Regions from separate parts of the Zea mays genome. Here region 1 is linked to region 2. Evidence: chromatin contacts called from public Hi-C data. All regions are on one chromosome and are shown on one strand. The core of a region is the stretch at or near the end of the contact, and the rest is flanking DNA. Distances in the headings are between cores, read along the strand shown. Region 1 holds the start of LOC100285420. Region 2 holds the start of LOC100281173 (cytokinin-O-glucosyltransferase 3).

What was found. Hi-C and Micro-C count contacts between places; a contact is called where the count stands out from the background.
Region 1: a Hi-C map of tassel shows a contact between it and region 2, with 4 times the contacts expected there. The contact joins the promoter of LOC100285420 here to the promoter of LOC100281173 in region 2. A contact is called at or near these places in 2 of 25 Hi-C or Micro-C datasets (ear and tassel) and 1 of 3 datasets of contacts at active chromatin or transcription factors (leaf).

The regions. Positions count from the first base shown.
Region 1 is chr2:32,493,185-32,498,028 of Zm-B73-REFERENCE-NAM-5.0, forward strand. LOC100285420 reads left to right here and starts at 3,570. Exons shown (of 9, transcript NM_001158313.3): 1 at 3,570-4,124. The coding sequence starts at 3,845.
Region 2 is chr2:32,154,696-32,159,920 of Zm-B73-REFERENCE-NAM-5.0, forward strand. It overlaps LOC100281173 (cytokinin-O-glucosyltransferase 3), which reads left to right and starts at 3,835. Exons shown (of 1, transcript NM_001154092.2): 1 at 3,835-5,225. The coding sequence starts at 3,995. LOC112136070 reads left to right here. Exons shown (of 2, transcript NM_001361083.1): 1 at 1-2,339; 2 at 2,907-3,737. The coding sequence ends at 3,289.

The DNA.
Region 1 (4,844 bases), core at 2,320-4,819, 340 kb after region 2:
CTTGATGGGCCCGACGACGGTGTGGTCCATCCAGTCAAAGTCGTCTGGGAGGCCATCAGGGGGAGCACGGGCGCTTCATGCGCCAACTCCGGAAGCTCTATGAGGACGTCGACGCCCTACGAGCCGGCTGTGTCGTGAGGAGGAGGATCTCGTACAGATCCATCGTGCTGCGGATCCGGTCTTCTCCCTCGTGCGTGAGGCAGATTTGGGCAGCGATCGCGGACGGGGCCATTGCCAGGGGGAGCACATCGTGCGAGGTGCATCGGGGGGAGCGGTGGCGCGGTCGCATTGCGCGAGGAGAGTGGCGGCGAGGTTGGGGCAAGCGAGCGGGGGACAATGAGGGATGGTTGGTGATAGGGAGAACGAGTGGACGACACACCGAGGGGGCACAGCGGTGACACACGAAGTCAGGAGTGGAGACGTAGATCGCGGGCGTGGGCACGAACAATGGAGATTGACGGAAGGCAGAACACGCAGATGGCAGAACCAGGAGAGGCAGAACACGCAGATGGCAGACTACTTTTAGGTTCTTAATAAGTAGTAAAGATATGTACGGTACAAGGAACTGAACCGTGTTATGCATCCATTCACTTATGCTCAATCTCTCTCTCGTCTATCCTCTTTCTAATAAAAACCTTCATAGTTCCTTTATATGTGGAATATCTTTTCTAGGTCTGGGCATTCAGTTCCTCGGTTCGGTTAAGTTCGGTTCTAAGAAATTCACTTCCAAGAAATTAGAACTGAAATATTCATCCAGGACATGCGGAACCGAAAAATTCGATTTTTGTTCTTTTGTTTTTGTTTCGTTTCTAACCGAATAGACCGAAGTTTAACAAAAAACATAATTTTATAGTTTAGCAAAAGTGATAGGATGGAGGGTTGGGGTTGGGGATGAATTGACTTGGAGGGGTTGTGTGCTTATATACTTAGGATCTAGGAAAGTTATATTGAGATATGTCTAAAATTCTATCCCTCTATTGGACTTCAAAAATATTTTGTTTTTTCGTTAATTTTACGAGATCTAGAACCGGAATTACCTTGTTTATTTCGGTTTTCTAAAATATGAAACCGAAATTACTAACAGTTAATTTGGTTTCAGATAATTCGTTAACTCGTTTTTTTTGTTTCGGTTAATTCAGTTTCAATTTATTTTGCCCATACCTACTCTTTTCTTTAATGTTTCTACTACATTAGCAAACCTGTCTGTATTACGACATGATATATAATCTATTGTGTGGTTCTTATGCCAATAATAATGAGATGGTTGTTTGTATCGGATTTAGTTAGGCTTGGCCATAATTTAAATCAAATAAATTGTGAAGTCCATAATACATCTTAGTCCAATAAAATATTAATCAGGCATGAAATGAGTTTCAGAAGGTGGAAGCAGGGTTAACCAAACTGTTTTTAGACTATAAATCGGTCTTCAAGATAACACTAAACCGCTTGAAAAGCACCGGTTTTAGAAGAAACCGACCGGTTTACATTACAGGTTCAAATTCAAGAAACAAATTTTTTATTTTCAATGAGAAACCGCGTTTCTCGACCGAGAAAATGGTTTTTGTCGGTTTTCAATTTTGTCAACGGTATTATCAAATTCAAACAAAACAGTTTACAGGATTTCTCGACGAGAAACCACTATTTTTCCCGGTTTTGTTGTTTTAAACCAAAAAATGTTGATTACTTTTAAAAAAACGAAAAGTAAATACGAGGTATACAAGGAAAGCATGTAAATGTTTATAATATATATTTTATTTCTTATACTTTTCATTTTTTGAATTTTGTATGAGTTTTTAAAAAGTTGTAAACCCGTTACCGGCCGGATCCGGAAACAGGAAACCAGACCGATTTTCATAGTTTCCAAGCGGGTTTAATCCCTGGGTGGATGACGAGCCATACGTCCCCTATATGACGTGTAGGGATGAAAACGCTTTCAGAATTTTTCGTAATTCCGGAAACCGTTTTCGATTTTTTCTGATCAGAATCGTCGGTATCGGTATTTCTCAGAATCGATCATCGGAATTTTAGATCGGAATCTGTACAATCATTTACCGACCGCTACTTTGATTACTGTTTTGGGTCGGAATTTACCAAATTCATAATTTGGAATTTACCAAAAATATTAACTAGCCCAGCCCAAATTCCAAATTCACGACTCATGGGCTCATGGGCTCATGGCCCAGTAGGCAGCAGCCCACCATGGGCTGTTTCACCCATCGGCCACCATGGGCTCATGCGTGATCATGCTGCTGGGTTTGGACAAGACTGTGGTCTCGTCACCGTTGTACACCTGTAGCACTGTGTAGAGTAGGTATGCGCATTGAATGTGGGTGTCCCTCATTTGTTTTCGAAAACGCTTTGTCTTTGTCGCCTGAGAAGGGCTCGAGGCGAGGCAGATTTGGCGGTCATAGGACGAGGTAGCCTTGGGCGAGGCGGAGATAGAGGACCTATGGCGTGAGAACCTCAGATGAGGCAGAGACATGGTTCCTTGCTTTCGGAGGACATGGTGGGACAGAGAATCTTCCTAAGCATGCTTTAAGGGTATAATCCGGGTACCCCTAATTATCATATCTGACATAGGTGATACATAAAGTTTACCATACGGAACACAGAGTTGGGTGCAGTCCGGTCCGGTCAGCCCGACCCAAATCAGATTTGTCAAGATTCAGTATAAATGTATAATGCAAGACCACTGTAGAGTCCAATATGCTCGGCTTGTTCCCCAAGCAAAATCGTGCCAACTCGAATCCAACCGTCTTGAGGCCCCCCAACGCGAAAAAGTCTAGCACAGCACGACATACACAGGTGTACATCTGACTCATCCGACCCAAACCTAAAAAGCCCAACACGGTTGAATTTTGGGCCGGTCCGACCCACAGTTATTACGGGCCATGCCGGGTTGACCCATGGGCTTAGCCCTCGGTTTGTGGCCCAGCACGTTACTGGTTAAATGTGCCGGTCTTATTTCGGACGACCTGAAATTGTGAAAAGCGAAATTTAAATTCTGACCCGAAATTCGCATAGAGTCAAAATTCACAACAAAGCCTGAAATTCAAAACACATATAATTTATTAGATATTAACATTTCAAGCTTTATAATAAAAAATAAAGAACATGAAACCAATGGGTGGTTCACACCTCATCTCCATTATTAAATATGCGACTAGCTAAATTAGAGTTAATGATTTTTATGATTAGAAACCGATGACCAAATGAATATGATTATTTTCGTGTCTATAAATAGGCTATTTCGTGCATCGCTAAACGGTTCGTGCGTGTAAGCTGCAACCCGAGCTCAAGCCCGATCCAATACATTATTTCAGGCCAGCGATCGTGCTTTTTTTCCGTCATCGGGGCCAGCATACCATATCCGGCCCAAATGTACACGTCCGCCGTGGCGCCGTAGCCGGTGCAGCGGGCGGACCCCGGTCCTGGAGAACGGCAACATGCCATGCCACCACCACCAAAGGCACCAACGGACCAACCAGACCAGAGCCAGTGCTGGCGCCAGCTGGCGCACGAACGCCCAGCCCACTGTGACTGCCGCCGTGGCGCGAGCAAAACCCTAGGCGCGAGCGCGGGCGCGGGCGCCGCTCCGTTTCCTCTCTCTCCTCCTATTAACCACTCTCCACCCGCTCGCCTCGCCCTCTCGTTGAGAGAGTCGTCCCCTCCGCGTGCTCTCCGCCTGCGGCATCTGTATCCCACAACGAAAAACTACCAAAAAAATTAGAAATCCCCAAATCCGCGAGATCTATCAGTATCGAGCGATTTACCGATCCGATTGCTAGGGTTTAGTTTCGAAAAAGAAACTCTGAAAAAAAATTCTGGTCGAGGGGAGGAGACGATGGCAGCGCAAGTGGCGGCGGTGGTGGTGCCGAATGGGAGCCCGGGCGCTGTCCCCGCGGTGGTGTCGCCGGGAGCGGTCGGCGTCGGACTCGGCGTGGCGCAGCCGCTCCCGACCACGTCGCTCTACGTCGGCGACCTGGAGGGGTCCGTCTCGGACTCGCAGCTGTACGAGCTCTTCAGCCAGGCGGGGCAGGTGGTGTCGGTGCGCGTCTGCAGGGACGTCACCTCGCGCCGCTCGCTCGGATACGCCTACGTCAACTTCAACAACCCCTTGGATGGTATAGTTGCGATCTCCTCGTGGGGCTTCCTTTCTATCTTGTTGATTAAGGGTGGGGGATTCGTCGGCGTGTGGGCATTGTTGAACTGGGGCCTGGGGGTCTGATCAGATTGGACTAGACCTGGGTTTCATATGATACGATAATTCTAATGGCATTTGTAAACTGCATGTTGAAAGTGCTTCCTCAATTGGTACTTTGGTAATGTTGATTGTTGAATGGTTCATTCTAGCATAAGTCGATGTGTTGCTTGGTGCAACGTCCCTGGGATTTATTATAATTTTGGGTATCGGCAAGGATGATTCTCCCTAGATTCATTTGTTTTGAGATAACAAGGGGGGAGGTGGGGATATGGCTAGCAAATAGTTTTTTACATATTTTAGAGCCTTGTGATGGTATACTATTTAGACTCTGGGATTGAAGACAGACTTGCTTAAAGTTCACTTCCAGTTTTGTTTTCTGCATTTTAGGTAATTACGAACCTGGGTGTGTTGTATGCTGGGAAAAATTATGCCTTTCTAATCTGATGGACTTCATTGATCTATACAGCTGGCCTTCAGGGATTTTCTTAACTGATTGTTAGATTACATAGACATAATAATAATGTAATGTAACAGCCATAATCAAACACCTAGGGGCATGTTTGGTTATTGGTTGAGTTCTGGCCTCACTTTCGCCTTCTAGGAATCCTGCAGAAGCACACATTTGGTTCCAGGCAAGCTG
Region 2 (5,225 bases), core at 2,585-5,084:
AAATATTAGGTTGGGTCAGAATCTTATATCAGGCAACATTCCTGTTGAGATAGGTGCATGCCTGAACATAACTGTGTTTGGTCTTGCGCAAAACAAGCTCGAGGGTCCTTTACCTAAAGAGATTGGGAGGTTGACCTTGATGACCGACTTAATCCTATGGGGGAATCAGCTTTCTGGTGTTATTCCTCCAGAGATAGGAAACTGTACAAGTCTGAGCACAATTGCCCTCTATGACAATAATCTAGTTGGCCCCATTCCTGCAACAATTGTGAAAATTACGAATCTTCAGAAGCTATACCTTTACAGGAATTCATTAAATGGTACAATTCCATCTGACATTGGGAATCTTTCTCTTGCAAAAGAGATCGACTTTTCAGAGAATTTCTTAACTGGAGGGATACCAAAGGAGCTGGCCGACATCCCAGGCTTGAATTTACTCTACCTCTTCCAGAACCAGCTTACAGGCCCTATTCCTACAGAGTTGTGTGGGTTGAAAAACTTGAGTAAACTTGATCTGTCGATCAATTCACTGAATGGCACGATTCCAGTTGGATTTCAGTACATGAGAAATCTAATCCAACTGCAACTCTTCAACAATATGCTTTCTGGCAACATACCTCCAAGGTTTGGCATTTATAGCCGTCTTTGGGTGGTGGATTTCTCAAACAACAGTATAACAGGGCAGATACCGAAAGATCTTTGCAGGCAATCAAACCTTATTTTGTTGAATTTGGGGTCTAACATGCTTACAGGAAACATTCCTCGTGGGATCACTAACTGTAAAACATTGGTGCAGCTTCGTCTCAGTGACAACAGTCTGACAGGAAGTTTCCCCACTGATCTCTGCAATCTGGTAAATTTGACAACAGTTGAACTAGGTCGAAACAAATTTAGTGGGCCTATTCCTCCTCAGATAGGCAGTTGCAAGTCTCTTCAAAGGCTGGACCTTACAAATAATTATTTCACGTCAGAGTTGCCTCGAGAAATTGGTAATTTGTCAAAACTCGTTGTCTTCAATATCTCATCTAATAGACTAGGAGGAAACATACCACTAGAGATTTTCAATTGTACAGTGTTGCAACGCCTTGATCTCAGCCAGAATAGCTTTGAAGGTTCGTTGCCAAATGAAGTTGGTAGGCTGCCACAGCTGGAGCTGCTATCTTTTGCTGACAATAGGCTAACTGGCCAGATACCACCCATTCTTGGTGAACTATCACATTTAACAGCACTACAGATTGGTGGCAATCAGTTATCTGGTGAAATACCAAAGGAGCTGGGTCTGCTGTCGAGCTTGCAGATCGCCCTGAATTTGAGTTACAACAACCTCTCTGGCGATATTCCATCAGAGCTTGGTAACCTTGCACTGTTGGAAAGTTTATTTCTTAATAACAACAAGCTGATGGGTGAAATCCCAACCACATTTGCTAATCTGTCCAGTTTGCTTGAGCTCAACGTCTCCTACAATTATCTCTCTGGTGCCCTCCCGCCAATACCGCTTTTTGATAATATGTCTGTGACCTGTTTTATTGGAAATAAAGGATTATGTGGTGGACAACTTGGTAGATGTGGATCCCGACCATCCTCTAGTTCTCAGTCATCCAAATCAGTCAGTCCCCCATTGGGCAAGATCATAGCAATTGTTGCTGCTGTCATTGGAGGGATTTCACTTATTCTTATTGCAATAATTGTGCACCATATCAGAAAACCAATGGAGACAGTGGCCCCTTTGCAAGATAAGCAACCTTTTCCAGCTTGTTCTAATGTGCATGTTTCTGCTAAGGATGCATATACATTTCAGGAATTGCTCACCGCCACAAATAACTTTGACGAGAGTTGTGTGATCGGAAGGGGTGCATGTGGGACGGTGTACAGAGCCATCCTGAAGGCTGGACAGACAATTGCAGTCAAGAAACTTGCTTCTAACAGGGAAGGGAGCAACACTGACAACAGCTTTCGTGCAGAGATCATGACTCTTGGAAAGATAAGACATCGTAATATTGTGAAGCTTTACGGTTTTGTATACCACCAGGGTTCCAACCTTCTACTCTACGAATACATGTCAAGAGGTAGTCTTGGTGAGCTACTTCATGGACAATCATCCTCTTCACTTGATTGGGAGACACGCTTCCTGATAGCACTTGGTGCGGCTGAAGGGCTTTCATACCTACATCACGACTGCAAGCCTCGTATCATCCACCGTGATATCAAATCTAATAACATTTTACTTGATGAAAACTTTGAAGCCCATGTTGGTGATTTTGGGTTAGCAAAGGTGATTGACATGCCATACTCGAAGTCAATGTCTGCAATTGCAGGTTCATACGGCTATATAGCACCAGGTGAGTCTGAGTTTACTTGACATCCGGTTCTTTGAACTTTCTGTTGCATGTTCACTACTGATCTGTGTATTGTGCTCTTTACTTGAAGCTATCGGTCAAACTTAGTGCTACTAGGTGTGGGTGTTGCCATATATATTTTACACAGGACAATGTCTAAATTTATGTAGTGTTTTGTTTGCTGGTAGAGTTATTCTTCATTGGGCGTTACTTTGCAATAAATATTATTATAATGTTGGTTTTCCCACAAAAAATGGCAGCAAGGAAACTTTAAGCTTATGCTGACATCTGGATTTTATATTAATAAAACCAACTAGGCAACTTTTCCTCGAACCATTGTGGTGATATATTGCTGTGGGGGTTTCCATATCTTGGTGATTTTCAATGTTTAAAGACTTGATATCTTGAAATGTGAGCTGAATATTATTCATATATCTACTTGATATCCCACCCTTGTGCCAGAAGCTCACAGACATCCATTTGCTGGTTAAGTCCTTTCGGTTTTGTGCTAGTAAACTACAAGCTGATGCCTACTGTGAAGTACTAACCTAGTCCTCTTGTTTTGACCAGAATATGCTTATACCATGAAGGTTACTGAGAAATGTGATATATATAGTTATGGCGTCGTGCTGCTGGAGCTGCTAACTGGGCGTGCCCCTGTGCAACCCTTGGAACTAGGAGGCGATCTGGTAACATGGGTAAAGAACTACATCAAGGACAATTGTTTGGGTCCAGGGATCCTCGATAAAAAAATGGATTTACAAGATCAAAGTGTTGTCGATCATATGATCGAGGTCATGAAAATTGCTTTGGTATGTACTAGCTTGACTCCGTACGAGAGACCACCAATGCGGCATGTTGTAGTCATGTTAAGCGAGTCTAAAGATAGGACGAGGGTCAGCTCTGCATCCTCGCCTGCCTCTGATGATTCTTCAAAGAAGGATGACTCATAATGTATTTATAATATGTTCGATTAGCCAAAGGTAATACACATTTTTTTACTGACTTTTCCTAGTATTGATAGTAATTAGTAGGGTTCTTGTAATCTGCATTCATTATTTGTGTCAGCATTTCGTAGGGAGAAATATGATAGTGGTTCATAGTTTCGTAGTGTCATTGTATGCCGTTGTCTCAGAAAGGTTTCAGACTAGCATGAAGCATTTGAGGCACGTGACGGTCTTACTGATGCCGTTGTCTCTCAGAAAGGCTTCCTCTTCTCTGCAGATGTTCATTGTTCAGTTAATTCTATATGCGTCGGTGCATTCTTACTCGAGTTACAAGTACACTAGGAACACCTGTCAGGTAGCCAATTCTGTAATATTCTCCAACATGAACTGCAGTGCAGATCATATGTAATCATCGATCATATGCAATCGCTCTTTGTAGCTGTTAACCTGTAGCCTCTGATCGTTGTTGCTGAGTCGTCTTTCTCTTCCCCTTGGCATGTCCGTACCAAAAAATAAGTTATGAAACCACGAAGTCGCGCCCACCAACGGACGCTGCCTCTAAAAAAGCAGATCAGCGCGTTGTCGCAGCGTCGGAGCACAAGCGACATCGCTCCCCGGGGGCCGTCGGCCGGCGACCGGCGACTTCCGCAGTAGAACCAACTCCACCCACCCATCCACTTGGCCAGCAGCTTCTTGCCTGCATCAATTGCCATGGCGGCGGTGGAAGCGAAGAGGAGCCCACACTTTGTTCTCTTTCCCTTCCTGGCTCACGGCCACGTCCCTGTCTTCCTCCGCCTGGCTGGCCTCCTCCGCGCGCTCCGCCCAGGGCTCGAGGTCACGCTCGTCTCCACCCCGCGGCTCCTGGGCTCCCTCACGCTCCCGCCTGCCTCCCCACCCGTGCGCCTCCACGCGCTCCCGTTCGTCCCCGCCGACCACGGCCTGCCCCCAGGCGCTGACTCCCTCGCCGATGTCCAGATCCACCAGTTCATCACCTTCTTCACGGCCTCCGAGTCGCTCCGCCCTGCGTTCGAGAAGTTCGTCTCCGGCATCGGTTCCCCAGTCTGCATCGTCGCCGATGCCTTCTTCGGGTGGACGGCCGAAGTCGCGCGCGCGCGGGGCGCGTCCCACGCGGTGTTCCTTCCCGGCGGCGCGTTCGGCAACGCCGTGTTCTTCTCCGTGTGGGAGCACCTCCCGCACGCCCTTACGGCCGCCGACGAGTTCCCGCTGCCGGATTTCCCAGACGTCGTTCTCCACCGCACGCAGATCCCGAGGTTCATCCTCTCTGCCACGGGGGCGGACCCCTGGACGGCCTTCTTCCGGCGCGTCATCGCCTCCTGCCGCAAGACCGACGCTCTCCTTGTCAACACCGTCCGGGAACTGGAACCCTCCGGCCTCGACATGCTCCGGAGAAGCTTCGGCGTCCAGCCATGGCCAATCGGGCCAGTCCTCGCAGAGCCGACGGCCCCGTCGTCAGACTCGCGGGACGACGCCAGCATCATCCGGTGGCTGGACACGCACCCGCCGCGCTCGGTGCTGTACATATCATTCGGATCGCAGAACAGCATCAGCGCGGATCAGATGATGGAGCTCGCGCTGGGGCTGGAGGCGAGCGGTCGCCCCTTCCTCTGGGCGCTCCGCCCGCCGCTGGGGTTCGACGCGAAGGACGTGTTCAGGCCCGAGTGGCTCCCGGCTGGCTTCGAGGAGCGAACGGCGAGGGCGAATGTGGGACTGCTGGCGCGCGGGTGGGCGCCGCAGATGCGGATCCTGTCGCACCCGTCCACCGGCGCGTTCCTGAGCCACTGCGGGTGGAACTCCGTCCTCGAGAGCCTGTCCCGCGGCGTGCCGCTGATCGGGTGGCCGTTGGGCGCCGAGCAGTTCTTCAACGCAAATCTCGCGGTCGAGTGGGGCGTCTGCGTGGAGCTGGCGCGCGGGAACCTGGAGA